2 separate regions of the Sus scrofa genome follow, and region 2 is linked to region 1. The links are chromatin contacts, called in public HiChIP or PLAC-seq maps. All regions are on one chromosome and are shown on one strand. Each heading gives the region's core, a stretch centred on a gene start, on an enhancer-like site or on the middle of the called end of the contact. The rest is flanking DNA. Distances are from core to core; before and after follow the strand shown.

Region 1 (6,892 bases), core at 2,081-4,580:
TTTTGATTTGCATTTCCCTATTGACTAATAATATTGAGCATCTTCTCATGGGTTTGTTGGTTATCTGTATATCTTCTCTGGACCAGTGTTAGGAATGACTTTTAATGAGTTAACTACCATTCTCAGGATAATGAAAAGAAGGGAAAGCTAAGAATAGTCTAAACTTACTACTACTCCCAGGGTACTTCTGAGGACTCTAACAGAGCCAGTCCCCCATCTTGCTCCTGGCCTGCCTCCTGGAGGCCAGGAAAGCAAGCCCTACCCCAATAGAATCACTCAGGAACCTCCACACCTTAGAGTTTGGACCCACTACAGACAACGCACTATACACAACCCACTGAATATGCCTCCCCAGGCCCCCTTAACACATAAACACACCTGGTCTCCTTTTTAGATTACAGGATTACACAACAGCATCTGGGATTTGGGTTCCCGTGGAGCAGCATCAACCCTCAGTATGTGGTCTGATCTAGGGCCCCAACAAAAATAGCCTACAGAATGCAAGCTGCACACCTTGTATAGAGCACCAGGGTTAGGGAAGCAAGGGGCAGCCCCAGCCCATCCAGGTGGGTGGCTCTAGGCTTCGTCCTACTCCTTTCAACCTCCTCACACATAACTTACAGTACAAAGAAAAGAGCCATAAAGAGAAAATGGCCAATACCCCCTCATCTAGCCACTCACCATGTGGGGAAACCAAAGCTTGGGGGACCTGCTCAATACCACAGCTCAACACGGGTCTACAGCTTGGGTCTTCCGCTTCCCAGACTCTGCTCCTGAAGCACAATATGATACCACAAATGTTTAGACATCCTTATGCCAACACCAGCAATTCAGGCCATGATGTGAGTCAAGTTGAATTTCTTCTGTGCCTTGATTTTTTCACTATATAACAAGGCTGGTGATAACTCTCCCTCCTTTCCCTCAGAAGAACTAACATAACATGTGTATGTATGTGTTTATATATGCTTCAAGCTCACTGGGAGGCAGTAGCTATATAAATACATGTGTATATTTGTACTTACACTTTTTTTCTTTGTGACCTAGTTGAGGTGGAGAACCATTTTGGGACTAGGTGAAAATGGCACGTACTAATTCTCCTTGCTTCTTCCTGCCTAGGTTCTTACCTCACGTTCCTGGGTAAAATGAGTCCCTTTAACTCTAAAAAAGGAAGTGGATGTTGTTCTGTGAGGAGCGTTCCAGGCACCCTAAGTGTGAGCACACAGCTGTTGGTCTGCGTTCAGGGTGACAGTTATGTCAGTGAAAGTGACAGCTAGGGGAAAACAACCCAGTGACCTGCCAGGAGCCCCAGACTGGTACCCAAAGACCAGGGTTTAAAGACAGATGGGCCACCCAACAACTGGAGTGGAACCTTGAACACGTTACTCCCTTGCTTGGGGCCTCAGTTTTTCCATCCACAAAATGAAGGGTTTAGACTAGCCCGGCAGATTTCAATTTTTTAAACAGCAAGAAATTCTCTTTTAAAGATCAAATCTCATGCAGAGCTCCAATATTACCAAAAAGCAGATAAAAATGGACCCCCTCTCTCTGAAGGTACCCTCTCCCATCCCCAAGTGAAACTATTTGCTCAGCCTCCAGCTCACTGGAGTGAAACTCTTCTAATTAAAATAATATATGGTTCTTTCATGAGAGTAACCAGTTAGATCTAGAGAAAAAAAAAAAAAAAGAAGAAGAAGATAGGCTAAATAGGGTAGTAGGATAATAAGGACAGGGGTCTGGGGAGATGGGGGGTAGAGAGGGTAGTGGGGAGAATTTGGGCATTGATGGAATTCTGAGACCATAGCCTACTTTTTCACCTCACATTCCCCAAGAGGAAACTGAGGCCAGGTGGTTAAGGTTTAAACTTTGTGACTTTTTGACCCAGGAAGTTTTGAGAATCATAATAAGGAAATGATTATAGCATGCTGTGAGCTCTTCAGAGACAAGCAGTATTTAAATACAAGGTATTATTACCTCCATAGAGCTCTTTTGATTACCACTGTGCTTGAAAATGTGGGCAAACCACTTTTATTTTTCAAAACTCAGGTGTGTTTTTTCTTTTTTTAAAAAAAAAAAAAAGTTCACATGTACAGTACCTACCCTATCCCCATTATAAGTTAATTCTCGCTGCCTTGTCGCAGGATAATTTAAATGTTCAAAGGTATATTATATTAATTTTATCAGCTAAATTGGCTGTCCCACATTTAAGACATCTATTCCTTCCAGCTCACTCTTCTCCCACTATTTGAAGGACTGTTACATTAACAGTGAAACAATATTATACTGGGATTTTAAATGTCAGGACCTAATATCATTCAACAGATGTACTAGAGAGGAACATAGCACTCATAGACTCTGAATAAATCAGATTAGCCCTGAAATATTTGGCTCCTTGATACAGGGCCTGCAGTTAAACCTTAGAAGTCAACCCCACAAAATTCAGACTGTTCTTCTTTCAGAACTGAGGGACCTGAATGTTTAGTTTCTACAGTGCTCTCGGACTTTAGGTCAGAGTGTGGGGGTTCCCGTTGTGGTTCAGTGGGATAAGAACCCGTGAGGATATGGGTTCAATCCCTGACCTCAACAAGTGGGTTAAGGATCCAGCATTGCCATGAGCTGCTGTGTAGTTCTCGGATGTCACTCTGATCCAACAACGTTGCTGTGGATGTGGCATGAGCTGGCAGCTGAAGCTTCAACTTGACCCTAGCCTGGGAACTTCCATATGCCACAGGTGGAGCCCTTAAAAAAAAAAAAAAAAAAAAAATCAGCAGTGTAGTTCAAGCCCTGATTTTATTGTGCATGAGCAAATTGACTTTGGTAAATCATTTCACTTCTCTGGTCCTGCTTTCTCTCTGTAAACTGGGGTCGTCTCCCCACCTTGCCTACTTCACAAGGCTGCTCTAAGGATCAAAATGATGTGATGTGGAAAGCCCCATCGGGTCCTGCTGCTTACTAGCTGTGTGACCTTAAATAAGTTGCTTTTCTACTCTGAACCTCAGGTTTCTCATCAGAGGAAAGAGGTTCTTGATGGTACTTTTCTCAGAGGGTTGTTTTGAGGAGTTTAAAGCCTCACCCATGTGAAGGCTCGGTCCATGTGGGCACTTATTAAAAAGCTGTAACACTCCATGTGCCTAAAGGGTTACTGTTGTTTCTCCCTAGTTCTGCTTTCAGTGCACGGCAGACCTAAAGATAACCCTATATCTATTGTCTCGGAACCGCCTGGGTGCTCTTACTCAAAGGAAAGGAAAAAGGAAATACACTGTGGCCCAGAATGGGATTCCAGAGAAATCCAAAATGAGCTGTGGTCTAAAAGCGACTTCTCTCCAAGCCTATTTTTAACCAGCTGTGAACTTCTCTAATACGCAAAGAGTGATGCTGGGCTCCCTGAATAACTCCACTGAGGAGCTGCAGCCCACTTCTGCTACTATGTGAATTTATGGAGTTCTGGTCTCACACTTCATTAATGAAATACACGGTGGTGCTGAGACAGGGGGCCAGACACCTATAACTCTTGTCCCAACCTCCCCGTTATAAATCTCCGTGCCTCATTCACTGAAGTGGAACAACTGAAGGGCTGTTAGCACCTGCTCCTTTGTAGTGTGGGCTCTCTCCTTTTCAGGCTGTTTGCAACAGACAGCTTTATTAAGAGATCACCATTCAAAAGTCTAGGCCCAGGAGTTCCCATCGTGGCGCAGTGGTTAATGAATCACACTAGGAACTGTGAGGTTGCAGGTTCGATCCCTGGCCTTGCTCAGCGTGTTAAGGATCCGGCATTGCCGTGAGCTGTGGTATAGTTTGCAGACGCGGCTCAGATTCCTCGTTGCTGTGGCTGTGGCATAGGCCGGCAGCTTCTGGTCTGATTAGACCCCTAGCCTGGGAACCTCCATATGCCTTGGGAAGCAGCCCTAGAAAAGGCAAAAAGACAAAAAAAAAAAAAAAGTCTAGGCCCAAAGTACAGGCCCAACTTTGTTAAGAATGCTATCAGTTGCAAGTAGCAGAAAACCCAACTACACCAACTTAAACAAATGGAAATTTCTTTTTCTCACACAAAATATACACAAGAAGATGACTGCTGGTGCTAGCTGAGAGGGACCATAAAATCATCACAATTCTATTAAGTTGAAATTCCCTGCGCTTTTCCTCATGGTTACATTCTGGCGGCAGCAGCTACAATCATCATATACATATTTCAGTGAACATAAAGGTGGAGAGAAAAACTGCGGTATCAATATCAGGGAGTCAAAATATTTCTGGACCCCTGCAGCAATTTTACTCTTTTTACCTTTTTACTCTTTTCACCTCAATGGCTCAAGAACTTGTCAAATGGCCACTCTTTCTTCGAAGGGGATTAGGAATAAAAGAGTGATTGCCTAAGAGTGTCTGGCAGTACACACCCAGTAAAGGGCTGCTATTTGAAGGAACAAAAGTAAATCATTGAATGATGACTAAAGAAACAGATGAGTGAGCATTGGACACAGAGGCCTATCCTGAGATTGATTCAGCTCACTTATCATTTTTTCTAATCCCCTATCCAGGTGTCACCCATTCGCATCCCTTTGATAGCTCTCCAAAGTCCCATAATACCATATTTCCTCCTATACTTAACTTACTACTCAATTATCTATTTTTTTGACTAGTATTTAAGCCCTTTAGTGGCAAAGTGTGCATCTTATTCACCACTGGCACAATTCCTAGAACATGCTAGTTAATGTGTAAATAATTGTTGTTGTATTGAGTATGCTCTCAAAAAAAATTTTTCCAGAAAACATTAAAAGACTTATGACTTAGCACACACATACACATATACTTTTTTAATTTTCTTTTTTTTAATTTTTTTTTTTAAAAAAGAAACAATTCATAAGAAGAACCCTATAGTTAGGATATTAGAGTAAGGTACCCAGTGATAGTGCCTGGGTTCCTTAAATTTGCTGTTGACTAACCTTCCTGTTTCTTTGAGATGGCCCCTGACCCCTTCTCTTCATTTCCCATTGACTCTATCCCTTACTCCCTAGTTTAGTAACTGTCTTCATTGTATTGGGCCTTGGAAAAGAAGCAGGGTTTAGACATGCACATGTGTGATAAAAACAGCATGAGAAAACGAGTGACAGCAGAAAAGCATGGAATCAGAGTGGCTATCTGGGATTAGAGCACAGGAGTTTAAAAAAAAGCAGAAATAATGCTGGAAATATAGTAGGGATCAGATTAATTAATAAGAGACTTCAGTTTACAGCTAAAGACTTCAGACCTGGCATTCCCTGGTGGCTCAGTGGGTTAAGGATCTGGCTATGTCACTGCTGTGGCACAGGTGGCAGCTGTGGCATGGGTTCAGATGTCTGGCCTGGGAACTTTTGCAGGCATGGCAAAAAAAAACCAAAACCAAAAACAAAACAAGTTCAAACTTCATTGCTTGAGCAATAGGAAGCCATTTTTATGTAGAGACTCACAAAACCCAAGCTCTCCTTTTACAAATTTTCATCTGGTAATGGCCATGAGTAAGGACCATAGAGCTGAAGAGATGAAAGCCAGGGAGCTCAGTTAAAAACCTATTTGCAACAATAGAGGCTGAGATGAAGCAGATCTGAACTAAGGTCATGGTGGGGAGTGTGAGCGTGACTCAGGGGAACAGCTAGAGGCACTGGCATATTCAAGTAAGATGTATAACTTGCCACTCCACCAGGCAGGCAAACCAACCAGCTGACACGCTGGCCAAAGAGAGGGATGCTTAGAAAGAGTGGTTAAAGAGAGAGAAAGCAAATCTCAATTTTGGCTTCAAGACCATCTTGAAGAAGACTCTGATTGAACTTTTATGGCCCCTCGTGGAAAAGTGAGAGCATCTTTTTCTCCCAGAGATTCTTCCCTATTGCAGTGTGGAAACCAGATATAAGAAGGAGAATGATCAGATCTTTAGGGGGTGCATAATGGATGTCCAACACAGTCTACCCCGTGGACCAGGTCCGACCCTCTTGGCCTCACATTACTTGTTTCATTTCTGTGTGGATCTGGTGAATTGCAGAGGGACAAAGAGATCTTCTAATGCTCACACTGAACCTTTTCCTCTCCTACCCAAGGACTGTCGTCAACATTGCTGAGGATCAGGTCAGTAGCCCTGCATGCGCATGCACTAGCTAGAAGTGTAGGGGATTTAACATGCTATGGAGCAGACCTTTGACCAATGGGAGCTGGGAACCAGAGGATAAACTCTTCCCTCTTCTCCCCCACTCCATTAATGGGTAGTATTTATATGCAGTTTCTAAGGCCACTTAGGGGTGCTGTCTCACTTATTGAGCAATCAGTCTCACTGAGTAATGACAAGCTCAATAACCATTTTCCTACTGAATTCTCCCTTTTTCCCTCCTTTGCCTCCTTTTTCATTTTTGTTGCCTGAGATAAGATTCCTTAATAAAGCAAAATAACATAATCCCTCTACTTCAATTCTGATTTCTGGTGGACACACGCTAAGACAAAGAACAGCGATTTAAAAAAAAAAAAAGGTACAACTCACAAAGTACACTAGAAAGAAAGTCAAGGATATTTATTGCAAGATTACTTGTGATTAGGGGGAAAGGAGGAGCAGGGGTTAAAAATCAAGTGATTAATTCAATAAAGGTACATCCATACAATGACATATACCACTCAACTATTTAAAAAAATTGTGTGTCTATGTATGCAAGGTTGTTTGATCAAGAATGCAAATAGCCTAGCAGAGTGATCTCATTTGTATAAATAAGATAAGTATCTGTACTTTATCTGACACTAGTATGTATCTCTAGTGTGGGACTTCTCATCCTGGCTCAGCAGTTAAGAACCCAACTAGTACCCAGGAGGACTCAGGATCGATCCTTGGCCTCACTCAGTGGGTTAAGGATCCAGCGTAGCTGTGAGCTGTGGTTTATGT
Region 2 (6,892 bases), core at 3,204-5,703, 230 kb after region 1:
CCCAGCCCTGTACTTTACTGTGTAGTTTTGGGCAAGTTTCCTACCTTTTCTGAACTGAGTTTTCACATCTGTAAAATGAAGATGATAATACCCATTTCCCATGACATTTGTGAAGTTAGTCATGGGAGAGATGTTAGTTCCCTTCTTGTCCTCCTTATCCCTCTGTGAACTTCTTATTCTTACTTATGAAGTGAGTAGAATGCTCTCTTCCTGCTTCTTCACCAGGTTGTTGTGGGCTGAAATGAGATAGTGAATGTGAAAGTGTTCCGCAAAACAAAGAAACTGCTGTGTAGATAGAAGAGCTTCTAATTATTAATGAATAAATAGAGCTTGGAACCTATGAGTAACTTTTACCTATTTCATTTACAGACACTTGCATTGCAATCTACTGAACCTTTTGTCTACTGACCATTCCAAGAGCTAGCTATCTAAGGTAAGAGAGGCTTGGCATTATTGCATTTATTGCTAATAGGCATCTTAGCCAACAATGTTTAAGATTGATTTCACCACCAACAGAAGAAATACAAAGGCATTTCATTTCTTGAGCACCGAAACCTGAAAAATCGCCAAGATAGTGTACTGTCCCCTCTTATGTCTTCTTCTTTTTTTTTTTTTTTTTTTTGTCTTTTGTCTTTTTTTTTTTTTTTGTTGTTGTTGTTGTTGTTTTGTTGTTGTTGTTGTTGCTATTTCTTGGGCCGCTCCCGCGGCATATGGAGGTTCCCAGGCTAGGGGTTGAATCGGAGCTGTAGCCACCGGCCTACGCCAAAGCCACAGCAACTCAGGATCCGAGCCGCGTCTGCAACCTATACCACAGCTCACGGCAACGCCAGATCGTTAACCCACTGAGCAAGGGCAGGACCGAACCCGCAACCTCATGGTTCCTAGTCGGATTCGTTAACCACTGCGCCACGACGGGAACTCCCTTCTTCTTCTTTTTTTAAGGGTCATACCTGTGGTATATGGAAGTTCCCAGGCTATGGGTGAATTGGAGCTGCAGCTAGCCACCTGAGGTCTGAGCCATGTTTGCAACCTATACCATAGCTCATGGCCGTGCCAGATCCCTAACCCACTGAGTGGGGACAGGCATCCAACCTGCCTCCTCATGGATACTAGTTGGTTTTGTTTCCACTGAGCCACAACAGGGACTCCCCCCACCCCACACCCCTTATGTCTACTTGATTTAATTTCCCCTTCATTTCCTAGCTTTTTAAGGTTTCCTACCAAAAGCACAAAAGTCTGGGCAACGTGGAAGTATTTAATGTCTCTAGTATGCCATACCTAGGATATTCTTGTCTGTTGCCTTCTTGTTTCCTCAGTTAGTATGTAGCAGGAGGGCTTTATCTCCAGTTTCCTGGCCCTTAATTGAGTACATAGCTGCACTATGCTGCCAGTGTTACCTGGCTCTGAAGGGGCCACACTTTACTAGTTGGGTCTGTCACTGTCTCTCATCTGCCCAAAACACTTCAAATAATTTAAGGCTACAAGAACAACAAATCTCAAGGATACAGAAAATGAGTTAGAGCCCTTTGAGACCTAGGACCCATAGTATCTGCATGTCACTCTCCTGGGGAACCAGTGTAAAGTAGGTAGCCCTTTGGCAGAAGAATTCACTCTTCTTAAGTTTGCTAAGAAAACAGATACTAGTAAAAATAAATTTTAAAAAATTAAAAAAAAAGAAAGAAAAGAAAAACAAGAAGCATAATGGTTGTAAAATTTGTAAAATATGAGTTTTCTCCTGCAGATAAACAGCTGATAGCTGTATTTCACAGCTAGCTCTGCTGTGGTCCGTATACTCTTCTAGAAGTTTTAGAAGAGGTGGGGTAGTCAATGTGCTGTTCCTAACTGCAAGCCCTGTAGAATAGCAAATTTGTGGAAGATTTGTTATCAGCATTTAAAGTACTGTAAACATTTGTTCTGCTGAATATTTTGTTTACCTTTTGCTGTGTATTTCCATGATCTTAATCATGATTTTATTTACACAGACCTTTGAAAGAATTGAAGTCTGTTGGTACTACCCCATATTTGTATGAGTTAGAAATTTAGAATTGAGTGGAAATTTTAGTTTTACATTAATATGGTTTTCAAAGCTGATATTCACCATACACATAGAATAAGGACAGGTCATGTGCAAACAAGGCCAGTGAGGAGACGTATGGACCATGAAACTCCTCTATGAGTAAATCAAACAATGCAGCCACTTGTGTTGTTTGATTTTATTCTCATTTCTACAAAAATACCATCTTATTTAAAAAAGATGGTAGCCAAAAATACAGGAATAGCTCCTACCTGTCTTTTTGTCCATCTGTAGTCCACAAAATGCCCCTGCAAAAAATCCTTTCCTATGTATTTCATGTATTTTCATGGGTAAACATATCAGAAAAGTGTACTATAGACACACCATAGATTTTGATAGCTCTATGAGGCAGAGACCTATTTGTTCATTAAGAAACTGTAGTTATTACATTGTTTCCTCCAATGCCAATTGTTAAATATTAATAAAATAAGTTTTGAGAAGTGGTTAACTATGCCCCCCTTCTTCACTAAAACCCATTTTGAAATTACCAAGAAAATTTTAATCATGTCTTGAAAGATCATGAAAAATTGCTCTTGAGACAGAGGGATTTAATATTTATTTTTCTGTCTATCATCCATCTGTCATCTATCTATCTATCATATCTATCTGTCTGTCTATCTACTTTTTTTTGTTTTGGAAGAGGTTTTGGTGTGGAAAATAGGATAAAACTTCTCAAATAGCCTTTGGAAAGTAGAGAAGTAAATATTATGGAGACATGCTACAGAAATTTAAAATAATCTTGTGGTAAGAATTGGTATCGGTGGCAGTAATGAAGACAGAATAACTGTTTAAATAAATAATTAGACTTGACAGTAGACGTGTCAACAGGTACCCACTTAATGAGTGTAATCATTGTTTTTCTCGGCTTTCAACGTTGATCCACTGACTGTGGTGTGTTCCCTGTCCAATTTCCAAACCAAGTCTATTTAAAGCTGTACTTCATGGAATCTGAAACTGTATACCCTGTTTACTATTTAGAGCTGATACCCGATGTTCTTTAACAGGGAATATCTGTACTTGAGCAAGAACAGGTTTCTGGCCTCTGGTAGAACATTGATTTTCCTTATTTTCTACAAGGTGATTCATTAGCAGGGATGAATAATGCCCAATTAATTCTCATGGACTTGTCTATATTGCTAGAGTGCATTGTTTATTATAATTTAATAGAAACAGCCCTAATCTGTCTTAACACAAATAAATCAGTGATTTTTTTTTTTTTTTTTTTTGAGGTGGAGGTAGAGACAGTAGTTATAAGTAAAATTATTTTCTTAGTCATCTGGATAGAATCTCATTGTTTGCAGGAGTGAAGCAATGCATTATGGGTTATGTTCTATGAACCCAAATTCATGAGAATCTAATTCTACTGCTAGCTCTGGGCCTTGGACAAGTCACTTTCCCTTCTCTGGGGTCCTTTTCAGTATCTAACAACAGATAAAGTTGGACTGGTCAGTATGGCATTTCTTCTAGTCAAATGTCCTATTTTTTACAATGTTTTTCCCTTGGCCAATCCTTTCTCCTACTGCCGCTTTTCCAATGTCATAGGAGAATGCAGTATGTGAAAATAGTTGTTCTTTTCAGCATTTGACTTTTGTACATACCAGAAGGGCAGGTAGTGATTTGAACTATACATACAGTATGATTGGCCATTTATGCATTTTTTTGGTTCCCATTCAGTTTCTGGTAGAAAAGAAAAAACATCTGTTCTTCCGTGTTTCTCTGCTCTATAATCTGGGTCTCAGTTTCACAGACTCTGGTAGCATAGAGAGGTTCCTCTTCTGTTTGTTGTTTGACTTTTCCAGGGTTGCAGTCAGTGACCTTAAGGAGAGATCAGAATGTTAAAGGCAGAGGGGACTTTAAGAACCACTCTAGCCAAATTCTTTCATTACAGAGATGGAGATTTTGGGTCAAGGAGAGAATCTGATTTGTCTAATGTATTAGTGGGCTAGAAGATCTGGGCTAGAATTCTTTCTTCTGACTCCATAGTTATATCTCTGTTTTAGGAGAGAAATCTCTATGTGAAGTGTGCTTTCTCTTCCTGATTTTAAAGGGACGCCATTTTCAGGCAAAACCAATCCCATTGTCAACACAGGGATGTGAGCTGCCCTTGAAACATAAATGGATGCCAAGCCTCTCTGTTTTTTCCATGAGGCATGGTATAGAGGATTCTGGCTGCTTGTCTTCTCTGTGTTTATTAGGAGGCTGTGGATTTCCCTGTAGTTCTTCCTGTAAGAGATTACTTGCCCCTGACCTCACCACTGTGTCTTCCTGCCCTTTTCTGATCCAGTGAATTATAGGAAGCTGAGTATGAGTTCCTAGCTGGCTATGTACTACGCATAGTTGGGAACATTAATAAAGAGAAGACAGATGCAGGATTAATACACAGGGGACAGGAGAGTAATAGCCAACATGGTGAAATCTAGTTCAAGGCCTGCAGTTCACAGTCACTGTGCTACCCAAGATTAACAGCAGCATCTTTCATTCTTTCAGACCTTCTCTCTGCCTTGTTCTCGTGGGACTGGGCTGGGACTGACAATCAGCTGGGATGATCTTTGCCAAAATCAAACTAATGTTTTCATGAGATTTCCAGAGAAGAGAGTAGTAATTATCTAATAGTTAGAAGATAACTTTGAGGCCACTGGGTCTTAACACTTATCTTATACCTCATAATCCTGGCATGTAGAGTGTGGCAATTATATTACTGAGTCTGTGGTTCAATCCTGGCTCTACTTAATTTGCTGTGACTTTGGTGAAAGCATGACTTTCCTCTGAACCTCAGTTTCTCCATCTGTAATATGGGAGGGGGAGGAGGCGGAAGCGAGTGAAATAGATGATGTCTGAGTTTCCCCAACTCTGATTTTCATGAGTCTCTGATTTTTCTAAGGTCCCATAGCAAGTTTGCAGCCAAGCTGAATCTGAAATTCTTTGTCTGGTTTGGAGTGCTCATCATGAAAACTTCCACTGTCTCTTTCTAAGCTGCATGCTTGTGTCTTTTAGCCTTGTTTTATTAAATAAACTTCTTTCTCTCTGAGTTGGAAGATCCCTTTCTGTCAAGGGACTTGCCTAAGGCAGTAGTTATTAATTTGTCTCTCTGTGTGTGTGTTTAGCGGTAGGGGAAAGGATTATGGAATATTTGGAAATGCAGATGAATCTATGAAATAGAAAATACATGTCTGCATAGAATGTTGTCTATAATTTCAGGAGGTCTGTAAACCTTCTGAAGATCATATATAGGTTCTAGATTAAGCAAAAGATATTTTTCAGTGTGGGAAGTCTGTGATGACATTTGGGTAACATACATTTCCTTTGCTGTTGGATTTCTCCCACAATTCACCTATTGTTTTGCTCTGAGTGTCAGACTCATTTATGAGCATGACTCTGGACATTTATTACATTTCAAGTTGTTGAGTGATGTCTTAATATTGAAATTCTTATTCTACTTATTTTATTCATTCACTCACTCACACACATTCACTCACTCAGGTGTTGTTTTAATCCAAAATCTGCTAAGTGCTATCCATTTTAATACTTCATTTCATTAATCTCATAAAGTAGAAAATTATTTTTTCCCACCTTTCTTATGTGGACCCTGAGCTCAGAGAGTTTGTGTAATTTGTCTAATGTCATACAGCAAATAAAATAGCAAAGTCTGGATTCAAATGCACATCTGCTTCAAGATGTGTGAATACCTCCAGAGATAACACAGACTATGAATAGGGACAGTGAAACAATTCTAAAAACTGTAGAAGTTTCTGGTAGGAATTGGACAGAGGCCCCCTGAAGAATACTCTGAATGTGAGCAATGGGAGTTCAGAGATGAACAAGATCATATGTCCTGAAACATTTACATGAAAATTCATTAATTAAGTACTCTGCTGGTACCTTCAGGCAGAATAAGAAAGTTGGGCAGTTGTATAAACTGCCTTATAAATAACTCATATTTTTCCCATTCTTTCAAACTTGTATCAGGTTAGTATTCTCAGTTTCTCCATTTTTATAAGTGAGAGGAGGAGGAGACAGAGTGATAGGGTCATAGAGCCCTGATCATACTGCAGGTTATCAACTGAATTGGAATCTCAATGCTTTGGGAAATCCATTTGTTGTTTTCTCCCTATTATGCGGGGGATTTTTACTAGAGATAGACTCCTGGCTGTGCACAGATCAGCACAGATGCAGATGTGAGCAGTTAGAATTTGGATCGTGCCAAGATGTAATGACTGCCACATGTGTGAAGCTCATCTCAAGGCCTGGTGACCCACCGTGAGTCTATGTGGGAGCCCTGGGACTGACCGCTGGTGTGAGACATGGAAGAGGCCTTGGAGATTGTCAGGGGCAACACCTTCAGATGGGCAGGCAGAACAAGGACCAGACTTCATACCAGCATCCTACAGTAACAGCTAATTAAATTTTCTGTCATCTGTTCGCTCATGCTCATACTTCCCAGGTAAATATAGCTGGATTGGGAATCCAGCACTGTTAGCTGCCGGACCTTGGATGCAGTATCTTGATTTCTTTGGATCTCAGTTTCGTTGTCTGTAAAATGGAAATCACACCCTAGTGGCAGGACTGTTGGGAGGATAAGTGGAATACCACTGTGCTATATAATACAAAAATATTATTGTCTGTGTGATTAATAGTTTGCATCCTAGCCCAAATGAGACAGGCACATGCGACCTGTTCTTATAGATTCTACTTCCTAACTTCATCTTTAGATTTTTTAGATCCTTGCTTCTTAGAGTTTGGTTTGAAGACCAGGAGCATCAGCATCACCTGGGAGCTTGTTAGAAATGCAGACCTCAGGCCACACTCCAGACTTACTGA

Evidence for each region. HiChIP or PLAC-seq counts read pairs in DNA pulled down with a chosen protein or histone mark.
Region 2: a contact with region 1 is called in an H3K27ac HiChIP or PLAC-seq map of skeletal muscle. The contact joins two enhancer-like sites. A contact is called at or near these places in 2 of 2 datasets of contacts at active chromatin or transcription factors (alveolar macrophages and skeletal muscle).

What each region holds. Positions count from the first base shown.
Region 1 is chr13:125,733,036-125,739,927 of Sscrofa11.1, forward strand. No RefSeq gene overlaps it. Among named protein-coding and RNA genes, the nearest start is that of LPP, 46 kb to the right of the region's middle. Within about 2 kb of position 3,331, at least 5 of the 83 cell types and tissues checked have an H3K27ac peak or open chromatin away from gene starts, as enhancers often do. A contact at or near this core is called in skeletal muscle, where this site is marked.
Region 2 is chr13:125,958,873-125,965,764 of Sscrofa11.1, forward strand. All of the region lies in intron 2 of LPP (lipoma-preferred partner), which reads left to right. Among named protein-coding and RNA genes, the nearest start is that of LPP, 180 kb to the left of the region's middle. Within about 2 kb of position 4,454, at least 8 of the 83 cell types and tissues checked have an H3K27ac peak or open chromatin away from gene starts, as enhancers often do. A contact at or near this core is called in skeletal muscle, where this site is marked.